4 separate regions of the Zea mays genome follow, and regions 2, 3 and 4 are each linked to region 1. The links are chromatin contacts, called in public Hi-C maps. All regions are on one chromosome and are shown on one strand. Each heading gives the region's core, a stretch centred on a gene start, on an enhancer-like site or on the middle of the called end of the contact. The rest is flanking DNA. Distances are from core to core; before and after follow the strand shown. Region 1 holds the start of LOC100280276. Region 2 holds the start of LOC100277856. Region 3 holds the start of LOC100194365. Region 4 holds the start of LOC103631785 (AP2-like ethylene-responsive transcription factor CRL5).

Evidence for each region. Hi-C and Micro-C count contacts between places; a contact is called where the count stands out from the background.
Region 2: a Hi-C map of ear shows a contact between it and region 1, with 3 times the contacts expected there. The contact joins the promoter of LOC100277856 here to the promoter of LOC100280276 in region 1. A contact is called at or near these places in 6 of 25 Hi-C or Micro-C datasets (bundle sheath, ear, endosperm and 2 more) and 1 of 3 datasets of contacts at active chromatin or transcription factors (seedling).
Region 3: a Hi-C map of leaf shows a contact between it and region 1, with 8 times the contacts expected there. The contact joins the promoter of LOC100194365 here to the promoter of LOC100280276 in region 1. A contact is called at or near these places in 11 of 25 Hi-C or Micro-C datasets (bundle sheath, ear, endosperm and 4 more) and 1 of 3 datasets of contacts at active chromatin or transcription factors (leaf).
Region 4: a contact with region 1 is called in a Hi-C map of ear, with 2.8 times the contacts expected there. The contact joins the promoter of LOC103631785 here to the promoter of LOC100280276 in region 1. A contact is called at or near these places in 3 of 25 Hi-C or Micro-C datasets (ear, endosperm and leaf).

Annotation. Positions count from the first base shown.
Region 1 is chr1:16,121,292-16,123,918 of Zm-B73-REFERENCE-NAM-5.0, reverse strand. LOC100280276 reads right to left here and starts at 1,324. Exons shown (of 10, transcript NM_001153204.1): 1 at 989-1,324; 2 at 775-891. The coding sequence starts at 1,210.
Region 2 is chr1:15,912,923-15,915,549 of Zm-B73-REFERENCE-NAM-5.0, reverse strand. It overlaps LOC100277856, which reads left to right and starts at 1,300. Exons shown (of 1, transcript NM_001364263.1): 1 at 1,300-2,179. The coding sequence starts at 1,514. The coding sequence ends at 1,714.
Region 3 is chr1:15,935,552-15,938,178 of Zm-B73-REFERENCE-NAM-5.0, reverse strand. LOC100194365 reads left to right here and starts at 1,340. Exons shown (of 6, transcript NM_001359480.1): 1 at 1,340-1,480. The coding sequence starts at 1,459.
Region 4 is chr1:16,254,305-16,256,931 of Zm-B73-REFERENCE-NAM-5.0, reverse strand. LOC103631785 (AP2-like ethylene-responsive transcription factor CRL5) reads left to right here and starts at 1,313. Exons shown (of 8, transcript XM_008653284.2): 1 at 1,313-1,821; 2 at 2,592-2,627. The coding sequence starts at 1,611.

The DNA of each region.
Region 1 (2,627 bases), core at 75-2,574:
AATGCTGATCTGCACGAGCCTACATTATTTCTAATGTACCACAGCCCAACCCTGAAAATTTGCTTTACCGTCATTTCCACAATGAGTTTTAGGCTTCAAACTAAATAAAAGGTTTGTGATCTTTGTGTCACCAATAACCTAACCACAGGAATAACTAGCTTGGTTATGTAGCATTTCAGGTAATAGCACAGTGAACATTGCCCCACGCCCAATAATGCACCCCCTCTGCCAGAGGACGACAGTAGCACTTAGGCCATGTTTGGTTTCTTTAGTCTAGGGACTAAAGTTTAGTTAGGGGACTAAAGTTTAGTCCCTAACATGTTTGGTTCTAGGGGCTAAAAATAGTAAGAATATACTAAATGACTCATAAGAAGACTAAAATGGCCTTTAATATTTTCATGCTATTAGTATAATTGAACTAAACGAGGGATAATTGTGGAATTAATATGGTTTAGTCCCTTTTAGCACATATGTGAAGGACTAAAGACTAAATCATTTTAGTCCATATTTTAGTCCTAGTGTTTGGCAAAAAAAAAGGACTAAACGGAACTAAAAACTAGAGACTAATCTTTAGTCCCTCTAACCAAACACCCCCTTAATAATGAGTGAAGGCTTAAATCTTGTATACAATGACCGATGAACATACATACCTAACAGTGTTAACAAGGGACGCACCTATGGAGAATCGTTAAACAACAGTGCGATCACTACCAACCAAAATACCGTTCCGCTTGGAAGAATGGGGTAATAAAATGCTTTCTATCAGAGACTCACTGGGAGAAGGACGAGCTTAGCGCCCTCGGAGGCCGCCTTCTCGATGGCCGCGCGCGCGTGCGCGATGTTGCGATTCTTGTCCGCCGTCACCGAGAGCTGGCACAGCGCCACCTTGAACTGCGGCCACAGAAGAAAATTCGGCACAAGGTCAGATGAAAGCCCCGACCTGCGACAGAAGTCAAGCCCGAAGAAATCCGAACCGGATGGGCGTCACCTTGGAGAGCGGCGGGGTCGGGAGCTCGAGGGCGGGAGGGGAGCGTGCCTCCTCCGGGCGGAAGGAGGGGTTGGGGGCGGAGGCCATGGCGGCGATGCGGTGGAGTGGGAGGCGGGAGCGGGAGGGACAGGAGACGCGCGCGCGGGCGCCGCCCGCGCAGAGCTTTAGACCGGGGGCGAGGAGCGCGGCGGCTGTGGATGTGGCTGCGGCTGCGGCTCTCATCTCATGGGAGGTGCCGGGGCGGCGTAGATAGCGTAGCGGCTAGCGAGCCGAGAGGCGGCGCGAGTCGCGACGGCGACCTGAGCGTGAGTAGTTGCCGGATGGATGCGCATCAGCAGCTAGTGGGACCGGTTTGTCAGTAGGATGTGCCCGCAATGTTTGGTGGTGGCCCTGGCACAGCAATTTTGGTGCCTGTTTGACGGGACACGGGAAAGGCCTTGCTGCCGGCGCCACCAACGGATGCCCATTTCCATGCCAATCTACTCGCCGGCCGATCGGCGGCGGCGGCCGCGTCGTCGTGCAGCTCGGCTCGTTGTCCTGTGTTGTGCCTCGTGAGTTTCCGGCTCCACAAGCTTGATTGTGTTGCGTCCCAGTGGGTGCAGCACTGTCGGAGCATCACGACGGTGCAACTGCCAGAGATCTGCCCAGCTCAGGGATGCTTCACCACTGCCCAACAACACCGCAGGCAAAGTTGCTGGCTTCCTCTACTACTAGCCTACTAATTAGGGCTCCTTTTGAACGTAGGAATGTCACGAAAATGATATATGAATTTCACAGAAATTAGTTAAAACACAGAAAAATACAAGATTCAGAAATATATATATATATATTGCGTAAAAAATAATGACACTATTACACCATAAATATTAGTACTGCATATATTTCGTAAATAAATATACGGTTTTACGGTTTTTTAGGAGGGGGTGAGTATTTTTATACCCTGTCTTTTGGGCTGCAACCTGCAAAAGAGGCCAGTTTGGCTGAATTGGATGGCCATTGTGATCATCCATAAACTCGTCATGTTGCCCACGGGCCGCGGCCACTGTGAGAACTAGGCCGCTGTAGTAGCGGCGTCAAGCACGCTGAAGAAAGAGAGAAGGCACTGATAATATGCAGACCTAGGTCATTAGAATGGACGGCAATAGTGGTCAAGCTAACGATTTGGTTAAGATACCGTTTAGACGCCAGTGGGTTTTAAGAATCTGGATAAGAAAACTAAAGTGTTTTGTTGAATTATATGAATGTATGACAAAATTCACTAGAATCCCTAGCATATTTGGATGGGGTTCTAAGATTCCGAGATTTTTGTTCTATCAGGATGCTTGAAATCCCATGTTAACCAAACTGTACCTAAATGCTACCATGTTAACCAAGCCAGAGATAATCAGGAACTACCTGCTAGTAGCAGTAGCAGTCGAGAAAAATGAAGCGTCGAGGTTCAGAGAAGATGTGACGTGAGGAAATGTGGCTGGCACTGTGGCACCTGCTGCAAGAGCAAAGCGCGAGGGATCGGAATGGGAAGCAGTCGGTTTGAGGTAATTGTCATGCCGTGACTTAGTTGCTGACAAGTAAAGCAGTAACATTATAGAATATATTTGATTTGATGTCAAAGTAAGCTGAGACGAGACGACAACGGTCT
Region 2 (2,627 bases), core at 51-2,550, 210 kb after region 1:
ACATAGTAAATAATCTATTAGCACCTATAGGTGTACACTCGGCCTGCCCGGTCCGGCCTGGTCCAAGCCCAAAAAGACCCGTATTGTTTGAATTTCGGGCCGACCCGGTCCGTTTGAATTTCAGGCCGTGCCGGACCGGCCCACGGCCCGGCTCGTAATTGCTTAAACGTGCCGGGCTCATTTCGGGCGGCCCAAAATTATAAAAGCTCGAAATTCACATTAGGGTCCGAAATTCAATTTTTGGCCCGAAATTCGCATCAGTGCCCGAAATTTACATCAGAGCCCGAAATTCACATCAGAGTTAATAAAACAAATAAAAGATAAGACAAATAAATTTGACCAAAAGCAAATTTAATATTTGTATTAAGTTACCGGAGCTACGCAATGACTACCTCGTTTACAAATCATTTTGTTAGAAAGAAATAGAGTATAATCAGCTCTATATAAAGTTCATAAGTTCAGTTCATTATATAATGTTCATAACAAAAATAAAATTACATCACATACTCTAATTCAAAGCTACAAAAAACATCTAACTAACATTATCTCTAGTTTGATGTTCTTTATCAAGTACATGAAAATGTGGAATGAAGTGTGATTTTAATAAATATATGGGCCTTTTGTGCCTCTATATGGGTCATTTCGTGTCTGCCTTAAACGGGTCGTGCTCGTGCCCGCCTATGGGCCGCGTCCTCGGCCCAAATCCGGCCCGATATATCGGGTCGTGCCGGCCCGACACTAAAATATTTCGGATCGTGCCGTGGCTGGGCCGTGCTTTTTTTTCGTACTTCGGGCCAGCCCATCAGACCCGGCCCAAATATACACCTATATTAGCACCTATTAGCAATATCAAATTGCCAATGAACAAATAATTTGCCGACACAATTAGCCAATTTATTAGCCAGTCTATTTAAAACCTAATATGGGAAAACGAGCCGACAAATTATTCGTCAGATGGATCCAAACAAGCTCTTAGAGCATCTCTAATAAAGTGTCTTAAAACAGCGCTCGAAAAATTAAAATACTACATCATTTTATATGTTTAGGGGAACCAAATTGAGCTCCAACAATTAAGCCTTAAATCGTATTTTTTTAGAAAGTAAACTATATTATTATAAAAAATGTTATTGAACACTAATCTGATGTGTATATTTTAGTCATGGTGTGTCTTATGTTTTTTTACAAAAAATGTAAAATGTAATAATGTTGGAGTTGTTTTTTATAAGCATGTATTTAAAGATAGATCTCTATATCTGCCTATTTAAGACATGGGAATACCCATCAGCACCAAACCGCTCGCGGCACGCCCCGCCATCAGACGCTCGCCTTTCCCTCGCCGCATCACGGTGTCTGTCCCTCCCATCCCATCTCACTGCCTCATAACACTCCCGTATCCCACGCCATACGCCCAAGAGGCCAAGACCGAGCCGCCTGGATCTGATTGGGTTGGCTCTCGTCGCGGGGGCGAAGGGGAAGGGGAGGAAGAACCAGGAGGCGTGCGTTCTCGTCCAAGATGCTGCAGCTGCTGATGGCGCTGGCCTTCTCGGCGGCCCCGCTGACGCTGTACGTGCCGCCGGTGCGCAGCCTCAGCCTCTTCGTGGAGGCCATGGAGGCCGTCTGCCGCGACTGCGGGCCCTACTCCCACGGCGCCGTCGCCCGCTTCCGCCTCGGCTTCTCCCGCGTCCTCGCCGGCCTAGCGCGCGCCCTCCGCTAGGCAGGCCGGCACCCCATCGCCGGCGCCGGTTCCTCCTGCCTACAGGAGTATATACAGTATACTACACGGACACGCACGTTCGGTGACCTTGTGCTCTCCCTGGTTTCTATGTCCTTTTTGTATTACTAGCGAGGAAGTGGTTTCTAGCGCAGCACAGCAATCTACATGCAGGAGCAGGACTAGCGGCGGTCAGTTTCGAGATCTTTCCTGCTTCGTTTCTCCCTTTTTGTGCTCTCTCTTTCTTTTCTGTTTTTTTTTTGAGGATTGGGTGTAGCATGTAGAGTGAGGAAAGGTTAATAAATCTGTCCAAAAAGGGAGATTTTGCAAGAGATGCTGAGTAAATCTAGTGTGCTTGCTTGCCTGGGGTTATGGGATGTGAGGGACGACTCCCCCTCCCCCTAGGAATTTCCATGTGATTTGTGAATATTCCCTTGTCTGTAACTTGGCAATGATTCTTCAGTTTAAGTTGAGGATTTGCGGTTTAAATTCATCGTCTTCCTTTCCGATCCAATGCTTCCCTCCAAGTCACGATCGACAAGTTGGGATGGAAACGGAACTCCTGTTCCCCTCTGTTTGTTTGGGCCAGGCACCCAACCTCCGTGCTTGAAAGTTCTTCTGTGCGGTTTCTATGACACCAAACCGACAAAGCAAAAGATTTGGTTACATTAAATGGCACAGAGCGACCGACGCGACGCGACGCGACGTCCTTGCGAAGCTCGATCGCTCCTCGCGAAAACACAGGCAGCAAGCATAGTCGAGGAAGAAGACGACGCGCGGGGCGGGCGGGGGCAGCGAATGATTTGGTTACATTACAGCTCCAGTTCTATAGTAGCAATGCGAGTGATGCTGTGATGGCGACCTTTCGCCGACGATGACTACAGTAGCATAATTCTTAAAGTGCTTTCCGTAACCA
Region 3 (2,627 bases), core at 91-2,590, 190 kb after region 1:
GCATATGTTTTTTTTAAAGGGCGGATGGCGACACCAACGACCACCTCTTCAGTGCAGCAGGCTCTTACGTGATGGGACTGCGACGCCAAGGCCAAGCAAGGGGAGCAGAGCTAGAGAGTAGACTACTTTTAAAATATTACTATTGTTGTGCGCAGAAAATTCAAAGTCTCTCCGAGTTGGGTTTTATTTTTACCCGTGTCTCATGGAATCACTGTATTTACCCTGTCAATGCAAGTCTTCCTATCAGCTTCCAACCTGTATCTTTCATTATTATTGTTTTTTTTCTTTTAAAAAAAGGTCTGCGTCAGTTTAGTTCAACTTTCATTGGTGATGGATGATGGAGTAGGCGAGTAGGAAAGCAATTTGGAACGACAAGTCCCGGTTCCTAGATTCACACGGTAAGTTACCGTTCCAGCGTAGCACAGCACAGCACAGCGCACGCTAGAATCGGATCAGTGGCTTTGCCGCGCATGTGTTCAAGGGAGTATAACTTACTCGAAGCTTTGCGCACATGATTTCACGATTTGCAAATCTATAGCGAGATGCTAATTGCCCAGCCTCAGGCAGAAATAGCATAGTGCAAACCGTTGCCACTATTTCTAAGTTAAGACTATCTCCAGTGGTTTATCCATCCTTATTCCCATATTCAAACTACACTATGCGAATAGTGCAATCTATTATTTTGTTACATAATTTTATTATATTAGACTTGGAATGGTTTAATTATGTAGTAATAAAACTAAAATGACTTATTATAATTTAAGATAAAGGGGCTATATACCGGTGTACATATACAGTAGTAGTACGTACTACATCCGTGGAATGGTTTAATTATGTAATAATAAAACTAAAATGACTTATTATAATTTAATATAAAGGGAGTATATACCGGTGTAATATACAGTAGTAGTACGTACTACATCCGTTCACAAATATATGACATCATTGATTTTTTTTCTTGAAATTTTTTACTATTTGTCTTAATTTTTATTAAAAATGTAAAATTTTAAGTCAAGCACAAACTACTTTAAATGATAAAACAAATAAAAAAATAATAATTCATTATTTTTTGAATGAGAGTTTGTTTTAAAAGTCAATATTGTTAATCTTCAAAAAAAAAAGTCAATACTGTTATATATTTATGAATGGAGCAGCTCTTTTACCTCTTTTAGCATGCAACAACACGGCACCCATCTGCTTTATTCATTATTGTCATTAGACTAATAAAGTAGTTGGTGAGCAGGCGCCCGGGGGTGAGGAGAGATAGGAAAGGGCCCAACAGCTCAACAGAAAAGCCAAGCAAAGGCTGCTGCATACTGGAAGGCCCTCTGTCTGTGTGCGAGCGCAAGAGAAAGGGAGTCAGAGAGAGAGAGAGAGGGAGGAGACCTTGCAGAGGAGCGAAGCAAGCAAGGTGGGAAAGAGGCAGCAGCAAGGGCGGCGGGCTGCCGGAAGGGGAACATGCTCCCTCCTCATCTCACAGGTCTTCCTTCCTGCTCGCTGACTTGCCTCTCTCCACCCTCTCTGATCTGAGCTCTACGGCTCTTCCTTTCCCTGCGGTGATACCGGAGCTCTCTGCTCCCACCTCCCAGTACCAGCCGACCTGTTTTTTTTTCGTTTGTTTGGGGGTGGGTGGATGTGGGGGAGGGATCGTTTCTCGGTTCTTCTGGACGATTTGTGGTGGATCTGGCTGGTTCCTTGGTTGCTCGGCTGGTCTTTTGAGTTGATACGGTGCTGGGATTTGTAGGCGCATTTCTGGGTGGAGGTGGCCGGTGGGGTAATGGCTCCAGCATGTGATCCTTGCTAAGGCCTTACAGTTACAGCACACTGCATGCCGGATTTGTGTTGCTTTATTTATGTTCCTGCCCGTGTAATCGTTTTGAACTCAAGGGGAGAACTAGTGACCTACTGATGAGATTAAGATGCAGCACTGTTTTTGCTAGCGGGAGGCCTATCTGCAGAACTAACTAGTCATGTCTGAGGCCCTCAGCACATATACTCTGGTTGCATGAAGGATTCTTAGAATTCAGAGGGCGCTACCGAGTTGATGCATGGTACTGATACAGCGCTAGCGCTAGCGCTAGCTAGCTTACTACTAGTACCTTTAGAGCATGTGCATGCCCAAGTTACACATCTCACCTCGCGTGATCAATTGAGGGCCTACTAGCTTACTACTGCTGCCTTAGTTTCCTTTTTCATGAATACAGTTACGGTGGGAAGGTCAAATTCTGTTGTGTATTCATGCATCAGCTGTGCTCCTTAAGGCTTGCAGACCTTAATACCCAGTACGTGTTTCGAATCTCGTATGTTTATTTCTGGGAACTGACCTGTGTTTATATATGTTTGGACAGTACGAACTGAAAAACAAGAGTAAAGAATTTCCGTGAGATGAGACGTACGTAAGGATAATCCCCAAGACATTGCTCAATCTGTTTCTCTCTCTCTCTCTCTCTTTTCGGCGAGCAGTTTGTCCTTTTTCTTTCAATTTCTTTTACTACTACACCCGTTATCGAATATTTGTCATCCGCTGGCTCATTTATAAACTAAAACACGATAAATAAAGAAGGAAAGAACGGAGAGAGTAGTAGTGGTTTAGTTTCATGCAGCTAGAATTCTAACGCCCTCCTGGA
Region 4 (2,627 bases), core at 64-2,563, 130 kb before region 1:
AAGGCCCCTACGCCCTAGCCATGTGGAACTTTATACTACATATAATTTTAGAGCCCTTAAACGAAGACCTAACTCTATAATTCGTCTATACGATGCCACAATAAACATTTGCTAATTATAAACTAATTTGTCTTAATAAATTTGTATCAACATTTAGTCTTCAATTATGTAATTAGTTTTCTAACTATATTTATTGTAATTACTATCAAGCATTCAATGTGACATCTACGGCTTTGTTGCGGATACGGCTTCTACAATATTTTGTCTTTATGGATTGCAGTTGCAGTAGTCCAAACAGTAGCGATTGCGGCTGCTACAATATTAGATGTTGTTTGGTTAATGAAATATAACATAAATGATAATGATTCACACTCGATTAACTGCAGCAGCAAGTTTGAATATGATGATATCAGTTTCTACTAGTGTGGTATTTGATTACGGTTATATTTTAAAAACATATGATTTAATGTTATGAGTTAACTAAACATATGGTTTAATGTTATAAGTTAACATTTACGTTCCAAACGTGTGAACAAAACAACAACTTTATTTATTTTTAAAATCTTGCAAAAGGTAAAGCGGTTCAAACTAGTACAGAAGAAGTAACCGGAAGAAGTGAAGTTCGGTCACGCACAAACGAGGGCTGTCCTGCAACACTCGATCGGTTACCGAGATGAAACATGCATGGGTACAGAGGCTCAAAAAAGCGTCCATCGAGAGTTGTTGTTGATCTCTGGATCACGAAATCACCTGAGAAGATCTGCGCGCATTTCCTCGCATGCATGCGGCACCTGTCGTGGATCGAGTTGGGCCGGCACGTGAGAGAGAGAGTCGTAGACTCGTAGTCGACGACGACGACGAACACAGACAAGAAGAGAGCCAGCCCAAGGCAAAAAGATAGAGCGAGACGACAGATGAGCCGTCACACATTCACACGCTAGGGCGCAGCCAGGCTAGCTAGCACAATAGCTCCTCGTGCCGCCAGAGGCTGGCAGGAGGGGCCCCGGCCCGGCTGAGCCGCTGGTGAGCTGCATGCCATGCCATGCCACACCCGCACTGGACACTGCAAGACGTTTCCACTGACGGATGGCACGGCACGGCATGGCGTCTGCGTGGCACGGCCCCCAAGACAAAAAGGAAAACGCCGGTCCACGGCGCTCGCATCTGTTGCATGCAATGCAATGCATAGTTGCACAGTTGCACTGCACACCGAAACCTTTTGTTTTGCATGGGCTCTTCTCGTCAAGCGAGTCGTCACCTACGTATGCTAAACGCTTCTTGGGCTGCTTGCAGCTCGCATTCATATCGTTGCCACCTACACAGCACTCCCCCCGTAGCCATATATAGCTTGCTCGCATAAACGTCAAAAAGGAGACTCTTTTGGCCCTCTTCCGGCACCGGCACCGGCACCGGCACCAGCGCCAATCTAGCTAGTCAGTTTAGCTTCGCTCCTTCGCTTGCTTGCAAGTAACAGCCTCTCTCGTGTCCAAAAAGAAAGTCTTTCTCTGGAAAGGAGAGAAGGATCATCATCACCAGGATCAAGAAAGAACTCGTCGATTCCTTACCCCTTCCGTCTTCTTCTGATCTCAGCTCTATCCACTAGCTAGGAGATGGACATGAACAACGGGTGGCTTGGCTTCTCCTTGTCTCCTTCGGCAGCGAGCAGGGGCGGCTACGGCTACGGCGACGGAGGCGGCGGAGCGAGCGCGAGCGCGTGCGGGGATGGAGAGGGCTCTTGCCCCTCGCCTGCCGCGGCTGCCTCGCCTCTCCCTCTCGTGGCCATGCCGCTCGATGACTCTCTGCACTATAGCTCTGCTCCAGGTAAACTGCATGCACGCTTATTACTATGTCTGTAGGGTACAGAGGAAGCAGCTTATTTTCCTTCTTTTTTTTGGGTTATGATCGACGCCGTGCGGCGGCGGTACTGGTGTTTGTGGAGCACAACTCCTTTCCTTTTGTCAACACTCTTCTTCCTGGCACTGTTTGTTGCCAACATGGGGGGCGTGTTTGGTGGGGCTCCGCCGGCCCCCGCTTCTTCTTCACCGGAGCCGCGGAACCACAGAGCTGCGCGTTTCTCCTTCTATGGCCATCGGTTGTTGCCGCTCCGGTGTCGGGCATATATATGTCTCTGTTTCGAGAACTTCGGCTAGCTAACAGTACTACCAGAATCTTGAAATCATGCGTCTCCTATACATGTATTCTTCACTCGAGAGCTTGGTGTTAAAAAAAACTAAATCTTAGTTACCAAGATTCAGTGGGAACTGGCAACCGATTTCGTCACGACATGCTAAGTGAAGCAAAAGGACAAACTCTTCTTTGGTCTCCGGAATGATCTTGGATTGTGTTCAATTATTCACATTACTTTTAATAAAAACAAAAAAAGATCAGTTAGTACCAGTTGTTTACATTAGGGAAGGCCGGCCGGGCAACTTGCTGCTGTTTGTGAAGTCTCAGTGAACGTAAGGCAGCACCTGCGCTGAACTGCACTGCACTCCACAGCACTCGTTGGCCTTGGCCCATGTCGCGCGCTCTCTCGAAAAGGAGGCATCATTTCATTGAGCATGTCCGTTCTTTGTACCGTTCCTGTGCAGATTGGAGGCACGGCGCAGCAGAAGCCAAAGGGCCCA